Regions from separate parts of the Gossypium hirsutum genome. Here region 2 is linked to region 1. A link is a contact called in public Hi-C data. All regions are on one chromosome and are shown on one strand. Each heading gives the region's core, a stretch centred on a gene start, on an enhancer-like site or on the middle of the called end of the contact. The rest is flanking DNA. Distances are from core to core; before and after follow the strand shown. Region 1 holds the start of LOC107900891 (FT-interacting protein 3). Region 2 holds the start of LOC107900885.

Region 1 (7,453 bases), core at 3,084-5,583:
TAGATCCTGAACCAATCTAAAGCTCCACCTGCTTCACATGTGTGTTTGAAATTTTCTGGTATTTATTGAAAGAGTCTTTAAGAGGTAAGTTAAGCAGCATAGCAGTTTTATCAAAAATAACATCTCTACTAATTACAACTTTCATCATTTCAGGACACCATAACTTATATCCTTTAACATCAGCCTTATAACCAAGAAAAATACATTTAATAGATCTAGGCTCTAATTTCCCATTATCAACACGAACATACGCGGGACACCAAAAAATCTTAAAATCAGAATAATCAGTAGGAGTATTAGATCATACCTCTTTTGGAGTTTTTTTTCTCAACGGCAATAGAAAGAGATTAATTAATCAAAAAACATGTTGTAGAGGTCGTTTTAGCCTAAAACAACTTCAGTAAATGAGCATTCGCTAACATGCGTCGAACCTTTTCCATGATTTTTCTATTCATTCGTTCTGCAATACTGTTTTGCTGTGGAGTGTGATGAACTGTTAAATGTCTCATGATCCCTTCTGATTTGTATAATTCATTCAACTCATCAGAACATAATTCCAAACCATTATCTGTGCGGAGGTGTTTTATCTATTTTCCTGTATGCTTCTCAATCATAGTTTTCCAATTCTTAAACATGGACAACATATCACTTTTTTGATTTAAGAAAAATGCCCAAACTTTTTTGGAAAAATCATCAATGATCAACATATAATTAGCTCCACCCCTCGAAGGCACTTTAGATGGTTCTTAAATATCAGAATGAATATTCCAGCGTTCCCTTCGTGTTATGGATTCCTCTAGTGAACCGAACTCTCTTTTGCTTCCCAAAAATACAGTGCTCGCAGAACTTCAATTTACTAATGCCTTTTCCATCAAGAAGTTATCTTTTGCTTAATTTTGCTATGTCGTTCTCACTCATATGCCCTAGACGCATATGCCAAAGTCTAGTAACATCATCATCTAACAAGGAAGAGGAAATAATGGTTGCATCACCAGTAACAGCTGAACCTTACAACACATATAACTTGGCAGTCTTTCTCTGCCCTTTCATCACAATGAGGAAGCCCTTACTAATCTTCAGAACTCCACTTTCAGTTATGTTCTTGTGCCCTTTTGAATTAAAAGTACTTAACGAAATCAAATTCCTCTTCAATTCTAGTACATGTTGTATGCCAGCAACTGTTCTGACAATTCCACTGAACATATTAATTTTGATCGTGCCAATACCTGCGATTTTACATTAAGCATTATTTCCTATCAAAATAACACATTCAGACACAGTTTCGTATGTTGTAAACCAATTTTGATTAGGACTCATATGGAACATACAACCAAAATCGAGGATCTACTCCTCACTCACTTTATATTTGTTGACAGAAGCAACGAGAAGTTCACCATCACTGTAGTTTTCTGCTACATCAACTTCACCGGATTGTTCTAATTGTTTTCCCTTTTGATTCACAACCTCCCTTTTGATCTTATTATGCAACTTATAGCACTTAGACTTAATGTGTCCTTTCTTCTTGTAGAAGTTATAGGTTTTACCTCTATTTGAAAATCTCGATCTCCTCTTAGATTTACTGCGATGATTTTGTTCCTGTGTCCTCTCACGATTATCATCATCATTTCGTTCTTGTCTCCCATAAATAATGAGACCCCCTCCCTAAGAGTCAAATCCAACCACAAGATGTTTCATCTTGTCATTCGAGGTTAAGAAAGCATAGACTTCATCAACTATGAAAGATTCTCAACTATACAAAATTGTATCTCTAAAGTTTGAATAAGATGGGGGGCAACAAACAAAGTAGAATTAACCATAAATCTTCTTTATCATACTGAACCTCTATGACCTCTAGGTCTGAGATAATTTCTTTAAACACGGTTAAGTGTTAGTGTACAAATGCACCTTCCTCCAAACGATGAGCATAAAGACGCCGCTTCATATGCAACTTACTAATTAGGGTTTTCGACAAACATAGTTGCTCAAGCTTCTTCCATAATACAACGACGGTCTTCTCCTTCAACATGCCCTATAAAATTTCATTCGACAGATGCAATTGTAATTGCATTAAAACCTTTCGATCTTTACTTCTCTTCTATTCATCTGTTAATATTGAAGGCATCTTATCTAATCCTAATAGGACATCCTCAAAATCTATTAGCTCAAGAACTACCTGTATATTTACCTGCCACAATGTAAATTTGGTATTGCGATCCAACAGCGGAATATCATACTTCATTGTCACCATTACCGTGATCGAGACAAGCAACCCAAAAAGCTCTGATACTAGTTTGTAGAACTAACATCGATAATGGAAATATAGAACGATCGCAAAATAAAAAAAAAGAAAGAAAAAATAAGAACACACAGATTTTACGTGGAAACCCTTTCGGGAAAAGAACCACAGGTAGAGGAGAAGAAATTCACTAATGTCGAATTCGAATGATACAAAAGGAGTTTATTTATAGGTTGAAAAACATTATTCTAATCAATGTCAAATAGATGAAGTGTAGTAAGGTTGAAAAATGTTATTCTAATCAATGTAAAATAATAATAAAAAGTATAGTTCTATATGGATTTTACTTTTATTTTATTTTACCACTTTATTTTATTTTAACAAGGCTTCGAGTCACTCAACTCTAGCAAATAGTATTTGAAATAAGGAAATCTTGATAATCTTAATGATGTAGATTCAAGTTGAAATGATAATAAGGAGCACATGTTAAATATTAAAAAAAGAATAATCCAACAAATATGCACTAGAACAGTTAGATAAATTTATATATAATGTTTATTTTCTTGCTATTTTTATTAGTAATCGTATATCAACTATTTTTTTATATTGGCATAATACATATGATAATTTGATTTTAATTTTTGTTACATGTTTAAAATTATTTTTTTATCATACTAATAATTTTTTATATGAATTATATAATTGTATAATTATAATTTGTACTACAAATATGACATAACAAATTACGATATAATTACATTTTATCGACCAAATACATATAAAAAATTATAATTAAACCCTCATTCAACTATTCTGTACATATTTAAATATGCAAAAAAAAAAAGTCCCTAATTAATTTTACATGAGAACAATTTTACTCATTTAAGTTGTTTTGTACATATAAAATCAAGTTTGACTAATTTAGGAATTTCTTTTGATAGAATACTAAGTTACGAATTTCAAATTTGTTTTCATCTTTTACTGTAAATAGTTTTTTTTTTTTTTTTGGAATAAGGAAAGCATGAATACTAGTCTAGGATGAGTCCTTGGACCAAAAAGTTTTGCTTTATTTTCTTGGTCTTTTTATTCTATTTTGCTTTTTAATTTCCTGTTGATCACAGAAATAAAATCTGGAAAATGAATGGAGGAGGAAAGCCCACAATAAAATTCAAAATTTTTTTATAATTTTTATTAATAAAAAGCAATACATTAGAAATTCTAAAACCATTTATCTGGCCTATTCATAAATTATTTTTAATTGATACCTAACTATACCTCTAAAATTTAATAAAACATCTTAATTTCTAACCGTAATGAGACCAAGAGTTTCACTTTTCATTTCGTATTTTAATTACTGTTTCTTTTTTCCACCAATCATCTAATTTTCAGTTAAGTTGTCAAAATAATTTGAAAAACACGCAAAATTAAATTAAAGAACAGTCAACTAAAGACGACATCCACACGCAATTTGAAAATAATTACCACACGTGTCAATAAAGTACAGCGCGTGCCATTAACGAGCACATTCAAGAGTGTTGAAATTGTAAAAAAAAAACGTCAACACCCGTATCTTTGTCGTATAAGATTAGAAGTGCAAGAAAAGGTCGATATTTCTTGAAAGTCCCTGTTTTATACCATTTTTCATTTTTAGTCCTTCTATTGTAAATTGATCCTTTCTGATCCTATATTTTCGAAATAGGTGGTTATTTTTTGTTAATTTTGTCAGATACTTTGGAATGGTTTAATTTTAAAAAAATATGATGATTTGGCATATAAATTTTGATATTTTTTATATGGTAACAATTTTTTTACACGTTTAAAGAAAAGAGAAAACTGTATAATATTTATCCAAAACTAAAATAAAAAATGCAAAAGTATATATGCTGCAGCACATATATTTTAAAAAATAATCCAAGTGAAATTATTTAATAAAATTAACAAATACACATTTTGAAAAAGCAAAGAGGTTAAAAATGAGCAAATTTTAGCACATAAACTAAATTTCCCGAAATGTTACAGGGACTTTCGTGAAATTTAACCAAAAGGGAAAGTTGGAAACTGATAATTAAATTTAAGCAGTGAATCCCTTCTTATTTCGTTTTGATTTTCTTTAATTTTTCTTCATCATCTTCCAAAAAAAAAAAATTTCATTTTACTCGTTTTAGACGGCTCTCTAATATTCTCTCGGTCAACTGTATTTTATTTCTAATTTTTTAAATTAATCTCCTTCTCTCCTAAGTTTCATAGATGCTATCATATACAGTCCTTTCAAGCTTCCTTTCACTTTCCTAACAGAGCTTTCAGCTTTTAAAACAGAGGTCAGTTGTTGTTAATCTCTTTAAATTCCCTTAAATCCTTTTCTTCTTGTTCGATTATTTTATTTTATTTTTATTGTGTATTCAGGGTTTTTTCTACTCTTGATATCTGATTGTTGGGTGTTCTTTGAAACCTGAAAAAAGTAAGTTGATTCTTCCTTTTCTTTCTTCAAACTTAAAAAAAAATTGACGCTTTTCATAGAGGAAAGTTTTTGCTATAAGTTTCTTAAATAACCAAAAAAAAAAAACCCAGTAATTGTTTCCCAGAAGGAAACATAGACTGAGCTTTTATCTTGTAAAAGGATCAAAAAGATTCTGTGTGTGTATATATATATTCTGATGTGAACCAAAAGTATGGTATCTTTCTCTCAGAATCTTGCTTTAGTATGAGAAAAAAATTCATGGAATTATTTCCCCTTTTTAATCTCTGGCTGGAATCTCAACTTTCGTTTTTCATAATTTTACATGATAAAATTACAGATTATATACTGCTTGGTTGGCAAGAATTTGGATAATTTAAATTGAAAAAAATAGTTATTTATATATAACAAAATTCATTGCAGTTTCATGCTAGTTCTCATTATACTGGGTTCTTGTTGTTTTCATTTGTTGTGTTTTGCGCCTTTTTGCATTTTCAGTGCTCAAATCCTTTCGATATTGCTTGCTTTTTTGTTCATGGAGGGACTGAAATTCATCTTTTTATTTCAGGTATTATTTTGATCGACTCCAATTACCGATAGTCAATAAAGTGATTTCCGGTTCCGCTTTGATTGATACAAACTATGAGTAGTCTCAAGTTGGGGGTGGAGGTGGTGGGGGCGCATGACCTGTTAGCCAAAGATGGACGGGGATCATTCTGTCCCTTTGTGGAGCTCGAGTTTGATGGCCAGAGATGCCGGACCACTACTAAAGAGAAAGATCTCAGTCCGGTATGGAACGAGAGTTTCTATTTCAACGTATCGGATCCAAACAAGTTGTCCAGCCTCCCACTTGAAGCTTTTGTTTACAACCATAACAAAGCAAACAACGCGAAGACTTGTCTTGGGAAGGTTCGACTCACTGCACCATCGTTCGTGAATTACTCGGATGCGGTTGTTTTGCACTACCCTCTTGAGAAACGAAGCATTCTCTCCCGTGCGAAAGGAGAGCTTGGTTTGAAAGTGTTTGTTACTGATGATCCTACGATAAAACCCTCGAATCCACTTCCAGCCATGGATCCGGATGTAGTCCCGAAGTCAATTCCCAAAGAGAAAAATGGTAAAAGACACACATTTTTTCATCTTCCAAATGCAAAGCAGCCACAACAGCAGCAGCAAAAAGTTACCCCAGCACCACCCCAACAACAAATGAATTATGGAGTACATGAGATGAAATCCGGACCACAGGCATTGAAAGCTGTCAACATGTTCCCGGGTTCATCATCTCAACCATTTGATTATGCTCTTAAAGAGACAAGTCCATTTCTTGGAGGAGGACGAATTGTTGGAGGCCGAGTCATACGAGGAGACAGACCAACCAGCACCTATGACCTTGTTGAGCAGATGAGATTCCTTTTCATACGAGTGGTGAAAGCCCGAGATCTTCCTTCAAAAGATGCGACAGGCAGCCTCGATCCGTATGTTGAAGTGAAAGTAGGAAACTACAAAGGAATCACGAAGCATTATGAAAAGAAACAAAATCCAGAATGGAATCAGGTGTTTGCCTTTTCAAGGGAAACAGTGCAGTCATCTGTGCTAGAAGTTGTTGTGAAGGATAAGGCTTTAGTGAAAGATGACTCTGTTGGGTTTGTGCGCATTGATCTCCACGAGGTTCCTACAAGGGTTCCACCTGATAGTCCGTTGGCTCCGGAATGGTATCGGTTAGAAGATAAGAAAGGAGAGAAAAAGAAAGGAGAACTGATGCTTGCAGTTTGGTATGGCACACAGGCTGATGAGGCTTTTCCCGATGCTTGGCATTCGGATGCTATTGCTCCAGGTGATAGCACTTCAGTTTCCCCGACATATATCCGCTCAAAAGTTTATCACTCTCCGAGACTGTGGTATGTCCGTGTCAATGTTATCGAGGCTCAAGACCTTGTTCCAGCTGACAAGAGCAGGTTTCCTGATGCATATGTTAAGGTTCAGATTGGTAACCAGATCTTAAAGACAAAACCAGTCCAAACTCGAAATATGAATCCAATCTGGAACGAAGAGTTTATGTTTGTTGCTGCCGAACCCTTCGAAGATCATCTGACTTTTACAGTTGAAGATCATGCAGGTCCTAATAAGGATGAGACCATTGGAAGGACTGTAATAGCATTGAACTCCATTGATAGGCGTGCTGATGATCGCTTTGTCCGTACCCGGTGGTACAACCTGGAGAAATCTTTATCCGATGCCATGGACAGTGATCGTGCAAAGAAGGATAAATTTCATAGTAGGCTCCATGTTTGTGTTTGTCTTGATGGAGGATACCATGTTCTTGATGAATCAACTCAGTATAGCAGTGATCTCCGGCCAACAGCAAAGCAGCTCTGGAAATCGTCAATTGGTGTTTTAGAACTCGGAATTTTGAATGCCGACGGGCTCCAGCCAATGAAAACTAGGGACGGAAAAGGTGCATCTGATACATATTGTGTTGCTAAGTATGGCCATAAATGGGTTCGAACTCGAACCATAGTAAATAGCTTGAATCCGAAATATAATGAGCAGTACACCTGGGAAGTTTATGATACAGCCACGGTTCTCACTGTGGGTGTCTTTGATAACTCTCAGATTGGAGGTTCCGATAATACCAGAGATAACAAAATCGGAAAGGTACGGATTCGCATATCTACACTGGAAACTGGTCGTGTTTACACACACTGTTACCCGCTGCTGGTTCTTCACCCTTCTGGTGTCAAGAAATTGGGTGAACTCCATTT
Region 2 (7,453 bases), core at 1,417-3,916, 140 kb after region 1:
ATAAATAATGAAATGTATGTTTTGAAACTAATTAATAATAATAATAACACATGAAATATATACGATTTTAAAATAAAAAATAATTAAAATTGTAATTAAAATGAAATCTAAACACATGAATACATCATATTAAGATTACTAAATTGGTGTCGATTTAATTTGTAACACAATCTCAACCAACAACATTATTAATACTAGGAATCCTATCACACGCATATATGTATGGAAACCACGTTTTTAACAATACAATTGGTGGAGATAATAAAGTGTGCATAATAAACTTAAAATATATAGGGAAAAATTAAAATAAAAGTTTGATTGAGTGGTAAATTTAAAATATATGCATTGTTGTGAGTTCAAATCGCACTACAAGTGTTTTTGTTTTGTTTTTTAATAAAAAGGTTAAAGTACCATTGAATAATATAACTTATTTTAAATACGAAAATTTATTTTTGTAATTTCCCTAACTGAGTTGGTGCCCGATTGACTTGTGACACCAACTCAATCAGGGATTTTATTAATAGTATAGATAGATATACAATTGATGAATGTAATAAAGTTTGCATAATAAAATTAAAATGTATAATTAAAACAAAATAAAGCCTTGATGGAGTGGTAAATTTAAAATTTTTCCACTGTAATTAGCAAGAGTCAAATCCCACCACATGCATATTTTTATTCTTTTTATAAATTAAAAAGACTAGAGTGCTCTCAAATAATATAGCTTATTTAAAATACGAAGGTCATTTTTATAATTTTTCTAACTGAGTTTGTGACCGATTGACTTGTGACTCCAACTCAGTCATGAATTTTATTAATAATATAGATAATATATACAATTAATGGAGGTAATCAAGTGTGCATAGTAAAATTAAAATGTATCAAAATATTAAAATAAAACTTTAATTGAATGGTAAATTTAAGGTTTTCTAAACTTAATTGGCACTGGTTCAAATCAATCATATTGATATATTTTTATTCTTTTTTTTAAATAAAAGGAATAATGTAACTTTTGGCCCCTAAACTTAGCAAGTAGATCTACATTGGACCCTAAACTATTTTTGATCCACGTTGACCCCTGAACTTGAAAACCGTTATTCATTTAAGCCCATTTTGTTAACGATAGTGAAAAAAAATGAGGATAATGCAACTTTTGGCCCCCCTGAACTTGACAATTAGGATCATGTTGGTACATGTCTTTTTTTTGTTCACTTTGGCACTTAAATTTGACAATTTAATAATTGAACAAATGGTTGAAGATATTAGACCACTAGTTTGGTCGATTTAACTGTCGAACCAACAATAATAAAATAAATAATTTAAAATTCATAAAAGTCTAAAAAGCCAAGTAAAGTAATTTTTTTTTGTTTTTTCTTTACTTTTTTTCTTAGATTTTTATGAATTTTTGGAGAAACTAAGCGCGTGATCAAGTGGGAGATCAAGTCTTCTGGTTAAAATTATATATTTTTGGTAGCTTCCTGTAGATCAATAAGAGGAATTCCATAAGTTAATGGATAAAGCAAAAAAAAAAAAGAGAGAGAGAGAGGGAGAGAAACATTCACTTGCTTTATTGTTCATAGTTAAGCTTTAACGGTTTATGGAGGCAACTGAAAGACGACAAGATCAAAAATAGGGAATTAGATTAGCAGGAGGGCCTATCCTATTATTTAAACTTCTGACTAATTGATGTCATATTTAACCGGGTCATCAAGTCAGTTAAAAGATTTATAGAAATACCCTTTCATAATTAAATTGAGTTATCCTATTATTTAAATTCCTAACTGAGTTGGTGTTACCCTTAATAGGGTCATCAACTTGGTTAGGAGAAAAACTAAAATACCCTTTCGTAACCCAACCTAAAGTAGACTAATCCAAGGTCTGGGCCACCCGATCAGACCAGAAGCCCCGTCCGAAAAATGAAAAGATTTAAACAAAAATATAAATCTATAAAATGGATTTGAACAAAAATTTGATTCTCACTTTTTAAATAAGCCGGACTTCGGGTAAGCTTTGCAGGCGCAGCCAGCCCAAACAATACTTATAAATAATATTTTTAGCAAATTAAGCATTTACTGGATTGGGCTTTGAAATTTGAAAACCAGGTTACTTGTTTGAAAATAGGGCTTCCTCTTCTTTCTTTTTTTCCCTTTGTCCAGGACTCCAATCTGTCGTTCCTTCTTTTGAACAAAAGCCAATTTCTAAAACTAAAACCCTAATTTCTCACTTTCACTTTCATCACACGCTACGCGCCCTTTAAGTTCTCTTAATCTTCGCATCTTTCGTCGGCTCCAGCGTGTTAGATCTACGGCGCAACTGGTATTGGATTGATGGAAGGGAAAGTTGAGGGCCTGAGCATATAATCCTGTTTCAACCATAAAAATTTATCATATTTTTCCAACTTGATTTCAGAATATTTTTTTATCATAAAATTTGGTAAGTCAAAAAAAATAAAATTATAAAGATTATATGTCATCTAAATTTAAAAAATTACTTAATTTCGATGGAAAGCACCAAAATAATTTCATTCCTGTTGTAATTCGGGTCGGGGCTCCATTGGGCCCGTTAACCAAATTTTCAGAAATCCATAATTGCCGAAAAACAAAAACGAAGGAAGTTTCAACTATTTGCACCCAATAATAAAATGGGCCGAACCAGTTAAACCATTAATTTCCAGTCAATAGTTAAGTAACTAGCAAGAAAGCATACTCGCATGGAAGCAGCGAATGGAATGATTCCATTTGCGTAGATTCTCTGAAGCCAACTCAAAGTCTCAAAAACAAGCGAAAATGTGTTTGACTAGCAGGTACTAACAAACAAAGCTTTATAGCCGATTCAGCCATGGCTTCTTTTTCAAGCTTTTGTCTCTTCTTTCTCCTTTGCTAATTAGAAAGGTAGCTGTGTACCCATAAAACAAACCCCACCATTAAGCTTCTTCAATGTTCACATACCCCAAATCCTCATACCTTTTCTTTTTCCTTCTTGAATTCCCCCTTTTTTTGATTCAAAGTTTTCTCCTTTTATTTTAAAATTTTTTTTCTTTTTTTCTCCATCACTTTTTATACAAATCCCAAGGTGAAATTATAAGAATTTTCTTGTAGTTTCTTCCTGATCATCTGGAATTCCCTTCTTCATCTTCTCTTTTGGTTGACACGTGAACCAACTTAGGATTTTTCAGAGCCTATTGATTGACTAGTTCCTTTGAAAACTTAAGTTACCCTTTACAGTTTCCACCATTGATTTTTTTTTTAAAAAAAGCCCTGTTTTTGTATTTATTTCATATTGTTTAATCTTTACATTGATCCATGGTGTGTTATTAAATGTGTTTGATTCATAGGGGAGCCTATGTCAATCGCCTGTTGCTGTCCCGTCCTTGAATGTGTCTACTGTTTAGCCTGTGCTCGTTGGGCATGGCAGAAATGTCTATACACTGCTGGCCATGAAAGCGAGCACTGGGGTTTAGCCACAGTGGAAGAATTTGAGCCAGTCCCACGCCTTTGTCGTTTAATTCTAGCTGTTTATGAAGATGATCTCCATAACCCTCTTTGGGCACCCCCTGGAGGTTATGGCATTAACCCTGATTGGGTTTTCTTAAGAAGAAATGATCAAGAAACTGAAGGCCGAGCTCCACCTTACATGATTTATTTAGATCATGAAAATGCTGATATTGTGTTTGCTGTTAGGGGACTTAACTTAGCCAAGGAAAGTGATTATGCTGTTTTGCTTGATAACAAACTGGGGCAGACCAAATTTGATGGTGGATATGTCCACAACGGGTTATTGAAAGCCGCCGAGTGGGTTTTTGATGCCGAGTGTGAGGTTTTAAGGGAATTACTTAAGAAGAATCCTAGCTACACTTTGACATTTGCAGGTCATTCCCTTGGAGCAGGCTTGGTGGCCTTGTTGGTGATGGTTGCCGTTCAAAATCGTAGCAAACTGGGAATCACAGAGAGGAACCGGTTTAGATGCTACGCCATTGCTCCCGCTCGGTGTATGTCGCTCAATTTGGCGGTTCGATATGCAGATGTAATCAATTCAGTAGTGCTTCAGGTAAACTTGTCATACCATATATTGTAAACTTGTATTTATGTGTGCTTATATATGGACTTGGATCATTGATTTCAGCTTGCCAAATTTGGTTAGAAGGTTTAAGATTAAAACAAATATAGTTGAATGCCAATTGATAATATCTTGTATGCGTAGGCCCTAACATGAGCTGTTGTACTGCACCAGGATGATTTTTTACCTCGAACAACCACTGCGTTGGAAGATGTTTTCAAATCACTCTTCTGGTAAAATATAGTATGTCTTAGTCACCTTTCAGTTAGTAATTTCCTTAATGGTGGGGTTTCTTTGAAAACCAAGCTCTCTTCGTTCTTAGAATTGATTTTGATGTTTGCATAACAGGGCTGGTTTTACTTCTTATGCAGTTTACCGTGTCTTTTGTGCCTAATGTGCTTGAAAGACACTTGCACCATGGAGGAGAAGATGCTGAAAGATCCGAGGCGGCTGTATGCACCTGGACGCCTGTACCACATTGTTGAAAGAAGACCCTGCAGGTTACGTTGACAAATTTGTGAACTGTTCAACACTGTATGGTGAATTACTCGTTTTTCTTTTATAAAAACACTCAACCTGCTTGATATTTTAAGACGGGATTTCTTAGTGAAAGATGTTAATAAGCAAGACTCGCAGTCGTGGTCAATCATATATCTTTTCTATCCCTTAAATAATCATATATGATCGGGATCAATTAAGATGTATTTTTGGTTCAGTGTTTCATATGCATTTCTCTCCATCCTGATCGCAGGATAGGAAGATTTCCCCCTGTGGTGAGGACTGCAGTTCCTGTGGATGGGAGGTTTGAGCATATAGTTCTTTCCTGCAATGCAACCTCTGATCATGCTATTATTTGGATAGAAAGAGAGTCCCAAAGAGCTCTTGATGTAAGTTTATGGCTTCTTGACCCTTTTTTTTGTTCGAAAAGAAAAATGTTTTGACACAGAAAATTTTCTTCAGAGATAAAAAATATTAAGAATCTTAGCTTCGCATGCCTTTATGGTGCTTGGAAGGTACAATATGGCTACTATAATCAATTTGTGTTTAGAATCAGTATACTTTGCTTAGTAAGCTGTAAACCTATACTTCAGCATTTAAGCATAATTAAGGTGAAGCGACTAACAAGATGTATAGTGAAAAATCTCATGTTGGCCGGAAAAAATAATCGCATGTGTATTTTTTCTGCATTTGATACACACCCTTCAGTTTGTACTTTACGAGCTTAATCGTTACTTTTGCATTTAACTATCTCAACAATTGCTCTAAATGGTATTGAATCAACGAGTAAGAAAAGCTGAATGATTGAAGCTGGAATAGTTTAGGTTGGTAGAAATAGGAAAATAGTTCCGTTTATTGCAACAACATGATAAGCTCTCATTCTGTTAAATGTAGTTGATGGTGGAGAAAGATGGGGTAATGCGGGTTCCTGCAAAGCAGAAAATGGTACGGCATGTGTCTCTTGCTCGAGAACACAGTGAAGAGCACAAGGCAGCTCTTCAGAGGGCAGTTGCTTTGGATATCCCACAGGCTTACTCGCCTTCCACGTATGGAACATTCCATGAAATGGAAGGAGCCGGATCTTCTGGTGGATCAAGTGAGAGAGGCTTCTGAGTTATCATCTAGGAAAAGAAGGGATAGTTGGGAGGTTGACCGAGTCCGGGGATATGGTGTTGGAGAAGCCAGTTCCATAGAACAACCCTCAACCTCAGTCCATTAGTCCTGGACCTGCCTGGTTGCCTCAAAAAGAGAAAACAGAGAGGTCTGCAAATGAATTCTGTCATGTGCACCATGGTTTATTGCTTGAGACTATCATGATAAGGATAAGGAAGTTTTGTACATAATGGGCAATCAAATCTATCCTAATAGACATTCCTGATTTAGTCATTATCCAAGTAATAAGACTTGGTAACGGTTGGATTTGAATCAATTTTGGAATAAAATTACACTTATTCTGCCTTTTTTATTATTTTATTTTATAAAAACCAGAACCAAAATTTTTTTGAATTGGCTTGGTTCGTTTTTTTTTTTTTAAACTATCCTTATGTATTTTTCAAAGTTATTTTCACCTATTTATTTATAATAAATAAAAACAATTATAATGGTGTTTTATCTTTGTGACTCGAAAATCAAATTGAAGCCGAATAAAAACTTAATAAAATTTGATTTAGTTTTCATTGCCTTACAAGGAATGGGCATCGGGTAAAGTCAATGTTGTTAGAATTGAAATGTTATTAAAATCGAGAACAAGAAAACTAACCATTGATGTTTTTAATAATTTTTAAATTTTTTTTATTAATATAATGAATTTTTGATTGTTTATTTCATTATTGTTGGACCATCTATATATTATTGTCACTCGTGATGATTAAATTTGAATTAAAAGGGATAACCACGATGGCTACATTTAAAATTTGAATTTCTTTGATCCTCATATAAGGAAAGATACCATCATTCATTCATTGGGATCTATTTGCCACTATTCCAATACAAGAAACTTCCAAAAGGGGTAGTTTGTGTGATAAATGTTAATTGTCCTCAAACCCAAATAATACATTCATCAATTGATTTTAACTACACAACCTAAGTTAAACAGCTAGTTATGCCAAGGAATGGTCCCAAATAATTATTCATTCATTTACACACTGTTTGTTAAAACTAAAACTAAGAATATACTTTTTTGTTGGGAGGCAAACTTTCTTTCTTTTAAGTGCTTTCACACACCTTGCTATACCTGGGGATCAAGAACCGCTTCCCCTGCAGTGAATATGATGAGATACGGCTCAATCAATTTTACTCAAATGCCATTGTTTTGCTCAAAGTGATTTCATCCTTAATGTGAAAAAAGACATGTTTAAGAGGATAATGGCCGATGAATTCGAGAGGGACAGACAAGAATAATAAACTAATGACATAATGTTCTATGCAGTTCTAATGGATTTGGACATTGGGTATCTGTCTGTACTGGAAAAAAATGCTCAATCGGATACCTGAACTTATAATCCTAATTCTATAGGGGCTGCATCGGACATTAACCCTAACTAAAACTCGAGAAGGAAAGAAAATTTTGACACCCTCCTTAAACATCCCAGAACTAGGAAAACCAAGCCAAACAAACTTGGTTTCGTTCCACATTTGAGATCTTCAATTTAGAGAGAATCATCCTTAAGTTCATATATCGATTGCCAAAATCAAAAATGGTTTTCTTCGTTAGGGATTCAAAGGTTGAAGTTTGCTCCTTATTCTAGTTTCTTTTTGCCCCAGGTTTTTTGGCTTTGACTTTTGTTTGGCTTCAATAGACAAGTGTGTGTGTTTTTAAATTTGACTTAAACCCCCCCCCCCACCTCAGTCTCCAGAAATAGATATAAATAGTAAAAGTCTAGAAGAGAAAGTATATAGC

The links. A called contact is a pair of places that touch in the nucleus more often than the background predicts.
Region 2: a Hi-C map of fibers shows a contact between it and region 1, with 3 times the contacts expected there. The contact joins the promoter of LOC107900885 here to the promoter of LOC107900891 in region 1. A contact is called at or near these places in 15 of 34 Hi-C or Micro-C datasets (callus, fibers, hypocotyl and 3 more).

The regions. Positions count from the first base shown.
Region 1 is chrD08:50,896,617-50,904,069 of Gossypium_hirsutum_v2.1, forward strand. LOC107900891 (FT-interacting protein 3) reads left to right here and starts at 4,334. Exons shown (of 2, transcript XM_016826653.2): 1 at 4,334-4,554; 2 at 5,260-7,453. The coding sequence starts at 5,334.
Region 2 is chrD08:51,039,462-51,046,914 of Gossypium_hirsutum_v2.1, forward strand. LOC107900885 reads left to right here and starts at 2,667. Exons shown (of 6, transcript XM_016826646.2): 1 at 2,667-2,803; 2 at 3,335-4,047; 3 at 4,231-4,289; 4 at 4,428-4,556; 5 at 4,808-4,943; 6 at 5,449-6,005. The coding sequence starts at 3,343. The coding sequence ends at 5,667. LOC107900884 (beta-amylase 7) reads right to left here. Exons shown (of 11, transcript XM_041098297.1): 11 at 6,490-6,810. The coding sequence ends at 6,782.